Linked DNA regions of Xenopus laevis: region 2 is linked to region 1. Evidence: chromatin contacts called from public Hi-C data. All regions are on one chromosome and are shown on one strand. Each heading gives the region's core, a stretch centred on a gene start, on an enhancer-like site or on the middle of the called end of the contact. The rest is flanking DNA. Distances are from core to core; before and after follow the strand shown.

Evidence for each region. Hi-C and Micro-C count contacts between places; a contact is called where the count stands out from the background.
Region 2: a contact with region 1 is called in a Hi-C map of the XL177 cell line, with 4 times the contacts expected there. The contact joins the promoter of LOC108708954 here to the enhancer-like site in region 1. A contact is called at or near these places in 2 of 4 Hi-C or Micro-C datasets (the XL177 cell line and the XTC cell line).

What each region holds. Positions count from the first base shown.
Region 1 is chr2S:101,526,684-101,533,807 of Xenopus_laevis_v10.1, reverse strand. No RefSeq gene overlaps it. Among protein-coding and RNA genes, the nearest start is that of pdcl3.S, 25 kb to the left of the region's middle. Within about 2 kb of position 3,822, at least 1 of the 7 cell types and tissues checked has an H3K27ac peak or open chromatin away from gene starts, as enhancers often do.
Region 2 is chr2S:101,704,243-101,710,912 of Xenopus_laevis_v10.1, reverse strand. It overlaps LOC108708954 (protein CREG2-like), which reads left to right and starts at 3,790. Exons shown (of 4, transcript XM_041584744.1): 1 at 3,790-4,215. The coding sequence starts at 3,970.

The DNA of each region.
Region 1 (7,124 bases), core at 2,573-5,072:
TCATTCTTCTCTGTGATAGCAGCTTCTTTGGCATATTCGGCTCCTTTCATGACTTTGTCTCCTATTGGAAACTTGGGTCGTCAGCGGCTTCAGCTCTTTGGGTCTTTGGCCTCTTTGGTGGCTTTACTGATGTTGCATTCACTTAAGGGGGGCCCAGGTAATCTTAAAAGTTCAGCACAGCTAGTCCTCCCTTTAGACTCTAAATCTTCCACCCCCCCCCCGATAGTGGCCCTGGTCCCTAATGTAATTGATCCAGAGAGTGTTGATGCTATAGAGGATGAGAGGAGGGTGAAAACCAATGGCAAGCAGGTAAGGTTTCCTGGGACAGGCAAAAAAAAAAAAAAATATATAGAAGTGAAATGTGTGGCACACCGCTTCCAACCTCACGCAGTTGCACGGTTAAGACTTGCATATATTTTCCAAAAAGAACCAGCAACACCTGGATTTTTCAAAACAAAAAATATATATTTAGTGAAGCATGTATAAGTGAAGCATGTATAGCCAACGTACCATTTTTGTCCCTCAAGTCCACAATGGCTATACATGCTTCAATAAATATATATTTTTTGTTTTGAAAATATTCCGGTGTTGCTGGTTCTTTTTGGAAAAAAAAAAAAATATATATACATACATACGTACACATATATATATATATATATATATATATATATATATATATATATATATATATATATATATATATATATATATATATATTCAATTTCAAATGTAAATAGGCACTATTCATTTTAGCCAGCAGGTGGCACCAGCCCTAAATGTTGGCCTGTAGGGGATGCTCCATTCATAAGCCTATATAAGGAAGTGCAGGAAGCACTTCCTCTTTGGCCTGATAAAATTTGAAGGCAAGGAGAGGCAGATCAGACTAGCACCGTGCTAGTACAGTACTAGGCAGTATAGGAGGTTTAGAGGGTTGCCTATGACTAAGTGCTGGGTAAGCATGAAATGCATTAGGCTTTTGTAGGGACTGATGTATTTTAACTTGATATAATTTATGTGATTTTATACTTTTAGTTGCATGAGTATCCATTCTTTATAGTTTGTACATTACTTCTGTTGGTCACTAGAGGTTTCTCATGCACTAATCTAAATAGTATTACCCTGTAGCCAATATTGTTAGTGTTGAGTTTAGGAGGTTGTGCCAGGATGACCTCAGAGGTTAGAGGTGGTTCTATAGGTACCAAGGACAGCCTGTGGCCCCAATGAGGAGGTAGTGATTGGGGTTAGTACCTGGACGATTGTGCACCAGTTAGGGATTGGAGCATTCAGATGAAGGTTAGTGGGGAACCTACACAGTAGTGAAACAGCTGGAAGATGCTTGTGCACTATATGTTGGATAAGACTGAAAAAAGAGAGCAGTGGTTTTGGGATAGTAGACCCCCTCAATGGCTTATGGCACTCTATAAGTACACTTTCCAGATGACACGGACACTGGAGGCCTCTGGAGAGGAAATACTGTGTGTGAGATGTTTCTCTGGAGGAGTGTTCATTTTTATTTTGTGTAGCAGATTACCAGTGCTGTACATTGGCATCTCTTTAAGAAGCTGTTTAATAAAGTCTACCAACCATGGGTAGGACTGGATTTACGGATTATTAATGGTGTTCTCTTATGTTGTACCCATATGGCACTGGGGGCATTGTATTATAGGAGTCTGTAAAAGAAAATATGCTAAACTAAGTCTACTGTGCTGAAATACCATATACAACCTCATATAATTAAGTAGGCAATATAGCCAGGACTGATAGGTAATCAATTATTGAAACTCTGAAGCCAGTGATTCACCATTTCATTCAAACTGTTTCCTCAGCTGTAGTTGGTTTTAATAAATCACTAGCATTTTTGTGGCTTAATGTATCTGACATTAAACAAATAAAATGCAAAATGGTCCGTGAACCCAGTCTGAAATTCTCTGCTGGTAAATATGTCGCCAATATGTTATAATGTTACAAAAAAAAAATCAATATGGAGGTGCGGTATTACAGAGAATTTTCCCAAGTCTATTGATTTTTATGGTAGACCCAAGTATTCATCTAGCAATGTGAAAAAATTAAGCCCGAAAGGAATTAATTAGCACAGCAACAAGGGCAAGAGTGATAAGAGAAGCAAGCTAAGCAAAAATACTGGAACTAAATCACACAATTACCAAATCACAAATGCACAAGTGTAAATTAAACAAAAATCTTTGATGCCCGAGCTTATTGAAGAAACCACCAATCTTGAGCAGTACTAACTGGAAAATTCTTACTTCCTTAGGGGTCCATTAGCTGTGTAGGGCATTCCCTTGGCAAACATCAAGGATTGCTTTCATGATGTGTCATATCACTGCATTATAAATGTAAATAGTATGCTAAATATGTAATTGTTAACCTTTGGTTAAAAAAGGTCTGTCTATTGATGTCCTTGTGTTTGTCAGAGAGGTAGTTAGAGTGGAGCGTACAGATCAATGAGTGTCTGCTTTGTTCTGCTGCAGTAATATAGCAGCATGGGCCTGTCAGACAGAAGCCAAGATTGTTTTGTTTAGAAGTGTGTATCTGTGCTATTTTCCCAGCATGAGTGGACAGTTGAGATGGAAAGTAACCAGGTGGAAAAATAATTAAAACCCCAGTGCAATAAACAGACTTTCAAGAAGCAGAATTTCCTGCAGTGCTGAGGGACAGTTCATTACATAGCTTTCTTGCTCTGGAAATTGTGTTTTTACATTAAAGGTTATCGTTTGAATATAAACTGTATATGTATTTTAGTCACGGGTCTTAGAATAAAACACAAGTACAGTATTAGCTTATCCAAATCTATTGGCACAAGCCTTTAAAACAACTACAATCACACTACACATTTATGTTTTTACCTGTAAATAGGTCTGAACGTTTTAATTTATAGAAGACTATTTCATGCATTATGCTGAGCTTACAGAATCTGTTACGTTCTCTCACTCTTTCCTTCTCAGCTAACACCTTGTGACACCAGGCAATATTTAGCCTGAGATTGGTCATTAGCTGCTAGGGGTTCCCCTGCTTGCATATTCCTTGGGGATTGCAAAATGTCCAGTGTAATAAAAGCATGCGGAGGGTAATATATAAAGAAAGGTCACTCAGAGAAACAAAAGGACTATGGTAGCATAAAATAATATGGGATCTCACCACAAAGTGTTGCATACAGTATATCAGCAGCACAAGATTAATGCATGTATTTAGTGGCAGATTTATTATATATTGAATTTGATAATCTCAATTGGTGACTGCTCTCCTGCTTTCATGCACAAGATAATGGCATGTTATTTCCCTCTGTTATGCAGTGGAGGATGTGAAATTAACAAAGACCCCCTCACACTGTAAATTATTCATGTTTTTAAATAATTTGCTCTCATGGGGGTTAAAGCATATGAAATTGGATATTCTAGTGTAAGCACTCCTCTAGGTTTCCTGTTGATGCAGCACTATTTTGTTATTTTGCCACTGCTCCATTTACATGTTTTCTATTTCAAAGGATTATACATTATACACAAACTGGAGATTTTTTAGTAGAAGCACAGGTATGTAAAAGGGCCACACTGATATTTTCTGTACCCCGTGGCATTACAGCACATTTATAGAATATGCTGAGCAATCCGTTGCAACCAGAGCCTATAGTCAGAATGCTCAGAGCCCAATATGCTGTATGACAACTTCCAGCAATGATTCTTTAGCATGACTTCCTTTCACCTAATATCCTGCACCAGGGGACACCTGTGTGCTCCAAGTATAGTATACTGGCAGGTTCTGCCAGCACTGCATTTATAAATGGGTGTAACTCTTTACCAAGCATTGTGCCTGTGAATGACAGCCTCAAAACCTTGGGTGGGAACAACATACAAAGTCTAAAAACTATTTTTTACACCCTTCCAATGTAAAGGAGCACTCTTTTAATTATATTTCTTACTTGAGATGGAGTAAAGCAGACCTTGCATTGAAGTGTGCCACACAAGAATGAAGCGCTCACCTCCGTTTCTCTTCCCTTTGGGACCAGGTGCTTAGCAGCCAATTTCCCACTCTACCATGGGTTTCAAATCATATGCAATATCCAACAGACTGCAGCACACTGACACGTTGTTTCTGTGAACTTTTTTGTGATTTATTGGTTCATTATCAGTAGACAAAAAAATGCAACGTTTCGAGTCTCACAGGAGTCTTTATCAAGCATGTGGTTACATTCATTACTCTCTGTTAAATAGTGATAAGTGGGGGCGGGGAAGGTCAGGGGAAGTGATGGGTGGGGACATCAATTACAATGTAACATACATTGGATACATACAGTATAATGCATACTAATCAGATTGTTAATAGCTGTTGTATTCCTTGGACAGTGCCCATATTCATAACTTGTATTTCTCAGTGTATCAATCTGGTGTTAATTAAAACAAACAGTGTTTTTGTATTAGCAATAGCCAAACAATAAAATCAGTCTCTTGTTTAATATAATCCTTTACATTCAATTCTATATAAATCGATTTGTAGTATTGGAAGATCTGAGACGCTTGTATTACCTTTCTTGCAACATTCTATTCCATGGTTTCTTATGCAGAAGGTAATGACTGCACTGAGAATTATCCAAATCCCAAACCATTTTTACTACCCTTTAAAGAAAAAATTGTTAGTCTTCAAGGAGTAATAACTGCAACATCAAAAGTCTACTGTCCTACTGATTGATAAACAAAGCAGGAGTATAATCTCTATACAAACCGGCCAAACTGTGTCAAGCCTGTGAATCCACTGCATCTCCAGCTTGTGCAGCAACATCATTCTGTCTCCCCCTCTCCTGGGTGGTTCAATTATTTGAAATTTTAGCTGACTAATTGAATGTTTTGCTTGCTGAAAATGAGCAGGCACCGGTAATGTCGTTAATCCCTTACGGATAGTGGATTTATGTTTCGATATTCTATCCTTAATCTTTTGGGTCGTTTCCCCCACATATAAAAGACCACATGGACATTTGAGTAGGTAAACGACAAAAGTAGATTCACAGGTATAATATTGTCTGATAGCGTATTTTTTGCCCGAGTGCGGGTGACAAAATGTGTCCCCTTTAATGACTGAGTTGCACTGTGTGCAATTCAGACATGGGAATGTCTCGAACTTTGGTTTTTGCAAAAAGCGAGTATTTGGTAGTTTATTACTTCCCACATCTGCTCTTATGAGTCTATCTATAAGATTTTTTGCTCTCTTGTATGCTAACATTGGTGGCGACTGAAAACTGGGCACATCTGGTAGGCATGACTGCAATATATGCCAATGTTTACGTATGATCTGCCCAATATGTTTGCTTGCCGTATTGAAGGTACTTACAAAGGCCACATTGAAATGTGGGCAAATCAGAGATAGATCAGCTTGTTTGATGAGCTTGCCAAATTAATCTTTCCTAGATTTGCCCACCTTAAGGATCACAACAACGGGGATACAGGCAGTCGGGTAAAGGACCTCATCATGAGCTGATGCAACCATTGCCCTGATGAGATTTTTAAATCTGTCCGATTAAGATCTGTCAGATTATTTCAGCCAAATATCAGTCAAATATGCCTATCAGAGTTATGAAGGAGCTAAATTGCTAGCAAAAATCAGAACCTGCATGGCCACCTTACGTGCCTGGGTCATGTTGGAGACAATGAATTTAAGGCTATGGCAAGGCATGCTGTGGCACGCTGCAACTATTATTACTTCAGTCATTCCCATCAACTTAAAAGGGTGTGGAATGCCTGGGGTTATGGATCATCTAAAATGTGGAGGTTTGCTTGTCCCTGAGCTGAGTCATTTGAACTGCAGTACTACTGTACACAATGCAATGCCTTGAAATCATGTTCTGGAAAACGTGGGTGTATTTCTGATACTCTGCTTATTCATTATTCCTGCAACACAAGCTTCAAATGGAGGTATCATCTAGCTTTATTCCTGTTACACATGTGAAGACTTTTATAGGTGTTGGTAAAGTTTAGTGGAATTTGTCATCTCTTATTGTCTTTTACAGTCAATAGGTGGCTCACTTGTGCTAATTCGTTGCTATAATTCAGTTTCTTTCATGCCAAGCGGAACTGACAGCCTGAATGCCTGCAATTATTATATTTATACTGCATTCAACAACAACAACAAAAAAAGATGATTGGTTGAGAAGATTACTATTCGTTGGTAAGAGGAGGTATGTTGGACAGTCTGACTGAAATTATAAATAATGATCTGTTCTAATTTTCGATATGATACATGTATGTGATTAACTATAAACAGTGTAAATGATTAACAAACCTTATGTGCGTTTGTGTGTTTTCTGTATGAATCTGCCTTATCACTGCTAGAGTAAATGACAGGATGCATGGTAATGTTTGGGCACTTCTCGGCAGAGCATTAACCTTAAGGAAGTATGATCATTCTAGGGCAGATGTACACTTAGATATAAGAACATTTAGGTCCATAAGGGAGGAGTGATTCAGGCTTGTATCCAGCTATAAGTAAATATGCTCTCAGAAATCATGGGGCCTAATATTACTTGATTGGCATGTCCCCCCCCCCCTCACCAGTGGAACCAGGTTATTAGACTACTGTCTACTCAAATCCTCTAATTAGAATGGGACCCCAAGATAAAAAAAAGTGTTGGTCTTAGCAGATCATGTGCCCAATCCAACCTAGTCATGGCTCCATGCAATTGTACAATTATTGTCACTGTATGATGGTGGATCCTGAGCAATGTACTATGGATATCGGAGGTTCAGTAGTCAGGTAGTGCTAGTGCACTGCTGGCCAGAACATCATTCATGCTCTTTGCTAAAGCACAATAGAAACATGGCCATTTTGTGTCAGGCCCCTTGTATACTCTTTCCATCTATTTAACCCATGTGTCATTTAGTAGGAGTTTGTACCTTATTGGTTCATGTATAGCCACACTGACATCCTTATAAAAGCGAGGGGAAACCAATTCAATAATAGCAAAATAAAATCCCTTTAAAGGAGAAGAAAAGCTACGGAGGCATTTTATTGCCAATAGATTAGCTGCAATAGTGCAAGCTAGAATGCTATATTTATTCTGTAGAATGTTTTACCATACCTGAGTAAAAAGCTCTAGAAGCTCTCTGTTTGTTTAGGATATC
Region 2 (6,670 bases), core at 2,541-5,040, 180 kb before region 1:
TTGGCTTCTGTAATGGAAAGCTTGACTCGAGTGTTTCAGTGCATGCTGGGTATGCACTCTCTGTCGCCTATGAATAACTAGCTCTGGTTATTGAATCTTAAATAAGTGTGATGTATGCTGGGATGAAAGAACAGATTGCACACATTTTTCCGAGAAGCAATTTATAGAAAGGAGCAGGTGCCTGTGCCTGGCCATGGAGAGAATATAGTGTATCATCATGTTCTTGGTTCTGCTTCTGTCAGAAGGAGCCGTAAAACTTTTCTCTTCTTTCATACAGGAAAAATGTTTAGCCCCCTCTACCTCTTCAACTGAATGTGCTACCCTTCTGCAGGTTCTAAATGATCTCAAGATAACATATCCCTAACAGGTAGCCTTCATCACCAAGCATCTCACTGAAATGTATTCAGCACTGGCCATGTGCAATTGGTGTCAGTACCCTGGGTGCCCTCAGCAGCTAGAAAAATGGAGAAAATAATATAAACTACAGGGCACTACTTGGTAAGCAGTCATATAAAAACTATTCATGAATATTAAATGGACTTAATTTGGAAAAAAATATACATAAATATGTATAAATACAGGTATAAAATCTAGATTCAAAATGCTTGAGATCTAAGGTTTTCCGGATAAGGGATATTTTTGTTATGTGAATCATTATAACTTAAAGGGTTTGTTCACCTTTGAGTTAACTTTTACTATGATTTAGAGAGTGACATTCTGAGACCCTTTGCAATTGGTTTTAATTTTTTATTATTTGTTGTTTAACTTTTTATCATGTGTGGTTTCTGAGTTGTTTAACTTTTTTATTCAGCAGCTCTCCAGTTTGCAATTTCCGCAATCTGGTTGCTAGGGTCCAAATTACTAAAATGGCCGTGTGAATTTTGTTTGCTTAATTAGCTTAGTTAGGATCAAGTACAAACTCTACTCCGACCAAATCCACATGGGTTATTTGTCCTTATTTATCAAAACATGTTCCCGAAAATTTCCTGTGCAGGAAAAACTCGAAAAAATAGTGCAAATGGTATGAAAATTCGAATAGTACAAATTTTTCGGATTTTCCACCCGAAAATTCAAATTTTTTTGGGGATTTTTGCCCGAAAACCACAAAATCTTCAGATTATTGCATGAAACCCAGCACAGATCAGGATATCTTCAGGACTTCCTCCATTGACTTATATACAACCTTTCAGGTCTGAGATGCCGGATTTCAGATTCAGAGTTTTTCCATCCTCTGGGTATAAGAATAAAAATTCAGATTTCATAGTAAAAAAAAACAGAATGGCAGTTTTCCTGAACCTAGGATTTGTTTTTCCTTCTAGAATGTCATGTGCTTGTTGAGAAAACAATGGCAGACAGACTGACTAAATGGAACCTTTAGAAATCAAAGCAATGTTCAGTGATGAAAATTTAGCAGGGTTTAAAAAAAAAAAAAAAAAAAAAAGCAGTGGATACTGTTTCTATATAAGATGAACATGAAGGACTTACACATCTGAGGGGGCCACAATCTCCCCTGTTACTACTACTATATATTATTGTATCACAATTTTTGGCAGTTACCTCTTTCTGTGGGCAAATGCACTCCTAATTAGCACTAAGTCAGTTGTGCCATCATTAGGGGTGTTGCATATGGTATTTTTATTTATTAGCCAACTCTGTTTTTAGGGCATTTTTAAAAAAAAGTAGTTAATACTGGCATAATACACTCTAAATGTAGCTATATAGATTAAATGGAATACACACTTCAGTAAACCCACACGGAGTTTACCAGATGGTATCGGCTTATTAACACCATTTAGGCACCAATTTGAAGCACCAATATGCCAGTAAATTTCCATACCCACAGAACAGAATATGATCCGCAGTGTAGCAGATACATGTAGCATCTGCTCCTCTGATCAGCAGAACCAGGAAGCTGTTTATTTTCTAACATATAGGGGCAGATTTATCAAGGGTCAAAGTGAATTCGAGGGAATTTTCGAAGTAAAAAAGTTCGAAATTCGAAGTAATTTTTTGGATACTTCGAGCATCGAATAGGATACTACAACTTCGACTTCGAATTTGTTTCAAAGTAAAATCATTCGAATATTCGACCATTTGATAATTGAAGTACCGTCTCTTTAAAAAAACTTCGACTCCAATACTTCGCCAAATTAAACCTGCTGAAATGCTATGTTAGCCTAAGGGGACCTTCTAGAGCATTTTTCTAAGTTTAAGGCGAAGTAAAATCGTTCGTTCGATTGCTGAAATCCTTCGAATCGTAAGAATCGTTTGATTACTTTGACCACAAATGGCCAAATTCGATGTTAAAAAACTTCGACTTTGATATTCGAAGTCGAAGTATTCTAATTCGATGGTCGAATTTCGAAGCTTTTTCTACTTCGAAATTCGACTCTTGATAAATCTGCCCCATAGTGTTATATGTGAAGTGAAAGTGGTTGCATTATTTAGTTTAGTGCAAAAATATAACATATAATAATATATCCAAAACATAATAAAATATAAAAAATATAAATATTTTTATGAATATAGGCTAAAGGTATGTTCAGCACAAGTCTCCTTCCCTGAACTCATGTTTAAAAAAGGCTGTATGCTGCCCTGCTGTATGCTACTACCTTCCTATATTAAAGGGGAACTCCGGCTTCCAAACCCAAATTTGATAAAGAGGCCCACATAACACAGAAACCCCTAATATACCATCACAGTTACCTGTTTTTTCAAATAAATGTCATTTTCTATGCTGCAATCCAGCCTTTTAACAGTTCTTCTCTTTCTGCATCATTTGAAATCCCGGCAGGGAAGGAGGGATTAAAACACTGTCACAATGTTACAAATTGTAACAACTTTTCCACAGTTTACAGACAACATACAGGAACTACATAACCCACAATGCATTGCACTGTGATGTTCCATTCCTTATTGAAATCGCATGTGTAGGCAATTGTGGGGTCTGGACGATGCTTTTGATACAAAGTAACAGTAGTCAGCCAGCTCAGCAAAGTAGTCAGACAGATCAGCTGGAGAGCACGGGGCTAGGCTTCGGGAACTATTCCAAACCATTGAAAATCATGAAAGGTCTGCATATTTTTAAAATGATGTATATTGCAAAGTTGTTTGAAATTATGTTTACTTAAAAGCTTAAGTTATGTTTGTGTGGAGTTCCCCTTTAAATTTTTGGCCTTATAATAACATGAACAGTGGCAACCCTCCTAGAGGTGCAATAAATGTTATCTTGCTGTGGGCATCTGTTTTTGCTCTGTAAGGATCTGGCTTAACTACAATGGATGCTGTACCCTTAAGTGCAATAGTCTATTCTACTGTTGGAGGAGGGCACACTAATAGAGTAGCAGATGCACCTGTGCTTCTGAATGATTGACCCGTACACCTGTCAGGAGATGCTGAATGCGCATGCTCTTGTCAGTGAACGAATAAAAGCAAAATATTTCCCTTACTAATTGTTCCATCCCACCAGGGGTGTAACTACAGAAGAAGCAGACCCTGCGGCTGCTGGGGTCCCAGGAGGTATAGGGGCCCCATGAGGCATTCATTTATAGACAGTTTCAATAACTATTGGTAAAACAGGTCTACACGTATATTACCAATGTAATTTTGTTTAGCAAAGGTGGGCCAATGAATATTCGGGGAATGAAATAGTGACCAAACCACACATTTAGGCAGATAAACTATAGCTGCAATGTCCCTTTGTATCACAAGAGGGCGATCGAAGCACTGAGAATCGATTAGCATTGTCTGGGCTTCTCTTCAGCTAACGAAATGTAGATTCCAGCACCCTATGGCAGCCTCCCCAAAATGTCTGTGTGCTTCTTTCCTAGCAGAACTGCCCTTGCCTGCTTGCTCTGGGTATTCGTCTGCGGCGCATGCCCCCACAACACAGCTATGTTATTGTCAATTCAGTGTCTTTGTCAGTAACCAACGAGGTGGAGGAGGAACTATACAGTTCTTCCACAGAAGATGCACTGCCAGCTGGAGGATACCATCAGCATTTGGAAACAAAGCTACCCAGCCTCTACTTTCAAAGAAGAGGACAGAGAGATGAAGCCCAGGCCTGCGTCAGTCGGATCCAAGCAGATATCTTCTCCCTCCAGAATGTTCTCATACAAGAGAGAAAGTAATGTGGCCACAGAGAGCAGTGGCCCACCATCAGAAAATGGCCAGGGATGCCAGGCTCCTTGCCCACCACAGCAAATGGGGTTTTCCGTTTGCTAGCCACAATGTCCACGCATGAGTCAGTAAGTGTATTTAGGAACCTGTACATGCCCAGGGAAATACACATAGCATTTCAGTTCCAGTTGTGGCTGCTAGGAACTCTACAGTTACTATCTTGAGATTTGGAAGTTCTAGTTTAACTTCATCTCAAGGTAGGTTGGACATCATTTACATATAATTGGTCTGACACCATCTTTTCCTATACTGTGCACCCAGTCCCACCACTGGAGTCTCTTCCAAGAAAAAAATATTCTGGGGATGTTCCATCCAGCTGTTAATTTGCAGAATGACGATGAGTGGGTAGTACCCTAGTTTTAGTAGAATGGAGGTGATTTAATTTCCATCTAAAACTTTGAGGCTGCACAAACTATATATGTTTACCTCCGCAACATGCACAGGCAGTGCTAAGTGCTCTCATTAACTGTTGAATGGTACACATACCCAAAGCAATAACTCACATGCAAACACATTCTTCTAAGGATAGCTTTAAATAAAGTTAACAAAGTTAACATTTTGACATTTTGCCTTTTTAGTACTGGTTTGTGAACAACAATAGGGAGCATATTTATAAAGCTGTTTTAAAATGCAGTTTACATTGTCAGTTTTATGCTATGTGGTTTTGGCCAAGTAATCTTTTTATGTATTCGTTTTGATGAATGCAAATGAAAAACTAGGTGAGAAATGATGAGTAAAACATTACAGCTTTATAATTATGCCCCTTATGTGGGACTCACCTAATGCAAAGTTTAACCACCACAAGCTTTTGCCTTAAGGGTAAAGCCAGACGAGGAGATTTTGTCGCTTGGCAACTTATCGCCACGTCTTTTGCGCGACTATCTCCCCGAACTGCCTCATTGTTTTTTCCCCATAGGCTACAGCACAAAATCGTCTGCGCTAATGCAAAGTTTGGGCAACTATTGAAAACGCCTCACCGCGTGTGCATTAGCGCAGGCGATTTTGCGCTGTAGCCTATGGGGGAAAAACGCGGAGGCAGTTCGGGGAGATAGTCGCGCAAAAGACGTGGCGATAAGTCGCCAGGCGACAAAACCTCCCCGAATCTCCTCGTCTGGCCTTACCCTTAAAGACTGTAATTCTTTGTAGTTAAATGGCACATGTAAAGTTTTGGTCCATTTTTGGTGCCAAGAAACATGAACTATTAATCGCTCAAGTGTTTCTGATGCATTTGTTTGGAATACACTCTATAACTGTTTTGCTATAAGTGTATGTTTACAGTAAAGCCTACTCAGTATGTGTTCTGAAGTATGTTTACAGTATCGTCCACAAACTGAAAATGAACAGATTGAGCAAGCAGCTGTAATGGCTCTTACACAAGAGTGTTCCCCTGCAGGAAGAAATACAGTCCTGTATTTTCCTGTTTGTTTGTCTCTGCCGAGCACAGATGGAACCCAATCTAATGCATTATAATGTGTTCTACCTGCATTTGGCACTTGCCTGCACCCTAGTGAGTACAAACTAATAGAACAGAGTGGGGGGGTAATGTAATAAAAGGCAAATTTGCCCAGGAGCAGTGACTTAGTGCCTTTTATTATATTACTTCTGTATCTTTTCCTATATTTCCCTGTGGTTGTGGTGGAACATATGAAAGATCCACTGCAGGGAAACACATGTAAAAACGCTCATGTTTAAAAGCCCTAAGGACAATGGTGCATGTGGAAATTCTGCCACTTAGAAACTGAGATTTTAAGAGCCTTGGGGTATGGCGTAAAAATCACTCCATTCACAATATGTTGGTCACCCCTGTTCCCCAAGTGAATTTCATTGCTACGTTTGTTCTCTGGCTGGCGCTCCTTTTTGAAAAAATGCATGAGAATAGTAAGTAAGATGGCAGCACTGCTTTCTTTTTTTTCCCCAGGGCTGGTGAAAATTGCCCCATTCCCTAGGGCAGTGATCCCCAACCAGTAGCTCGTGAGTAACATGTTGCTCTCCGACACCTTGAATGTTGCTCCCAGTGGCCTCAAAGCAGGTGATTATTATTGAATTCCAGGCTTGGAGGCAAGTTTTAGTTGTATAAAAACCAGGTACACTGCCAAACAGAGTCTCAATGTAGGTTGACAATCCACATAGGGGCTAATAAATGGCCAATCACAGCACTTATTTGGCACCCCAAGAATATTTTTCATGCTTGTGTTGCTCCCCAACTCCTTTTTCTTCTGAATGTTGCTCACTGGTTCAAAAGGTTGGGGATCCCTGCCCTAGGGTCTGTCAATATGTTATGTACACCCCACAGAATGGGGCTTTCCTTGTCTTTTAAAAAACTTATGCTCATCACCACATTCTTTATAAATGGTGTACAAGTTTAATAGTAGTTTGAAGATAGAATTAATCAACAATTGTCACAGCAGCAATTGTATACAGCAAGTACCTTAGATAGGGCTAGAATGACATGGTTCCAAATCACACATCAAGGGAGTACAAGGGAGTTTCA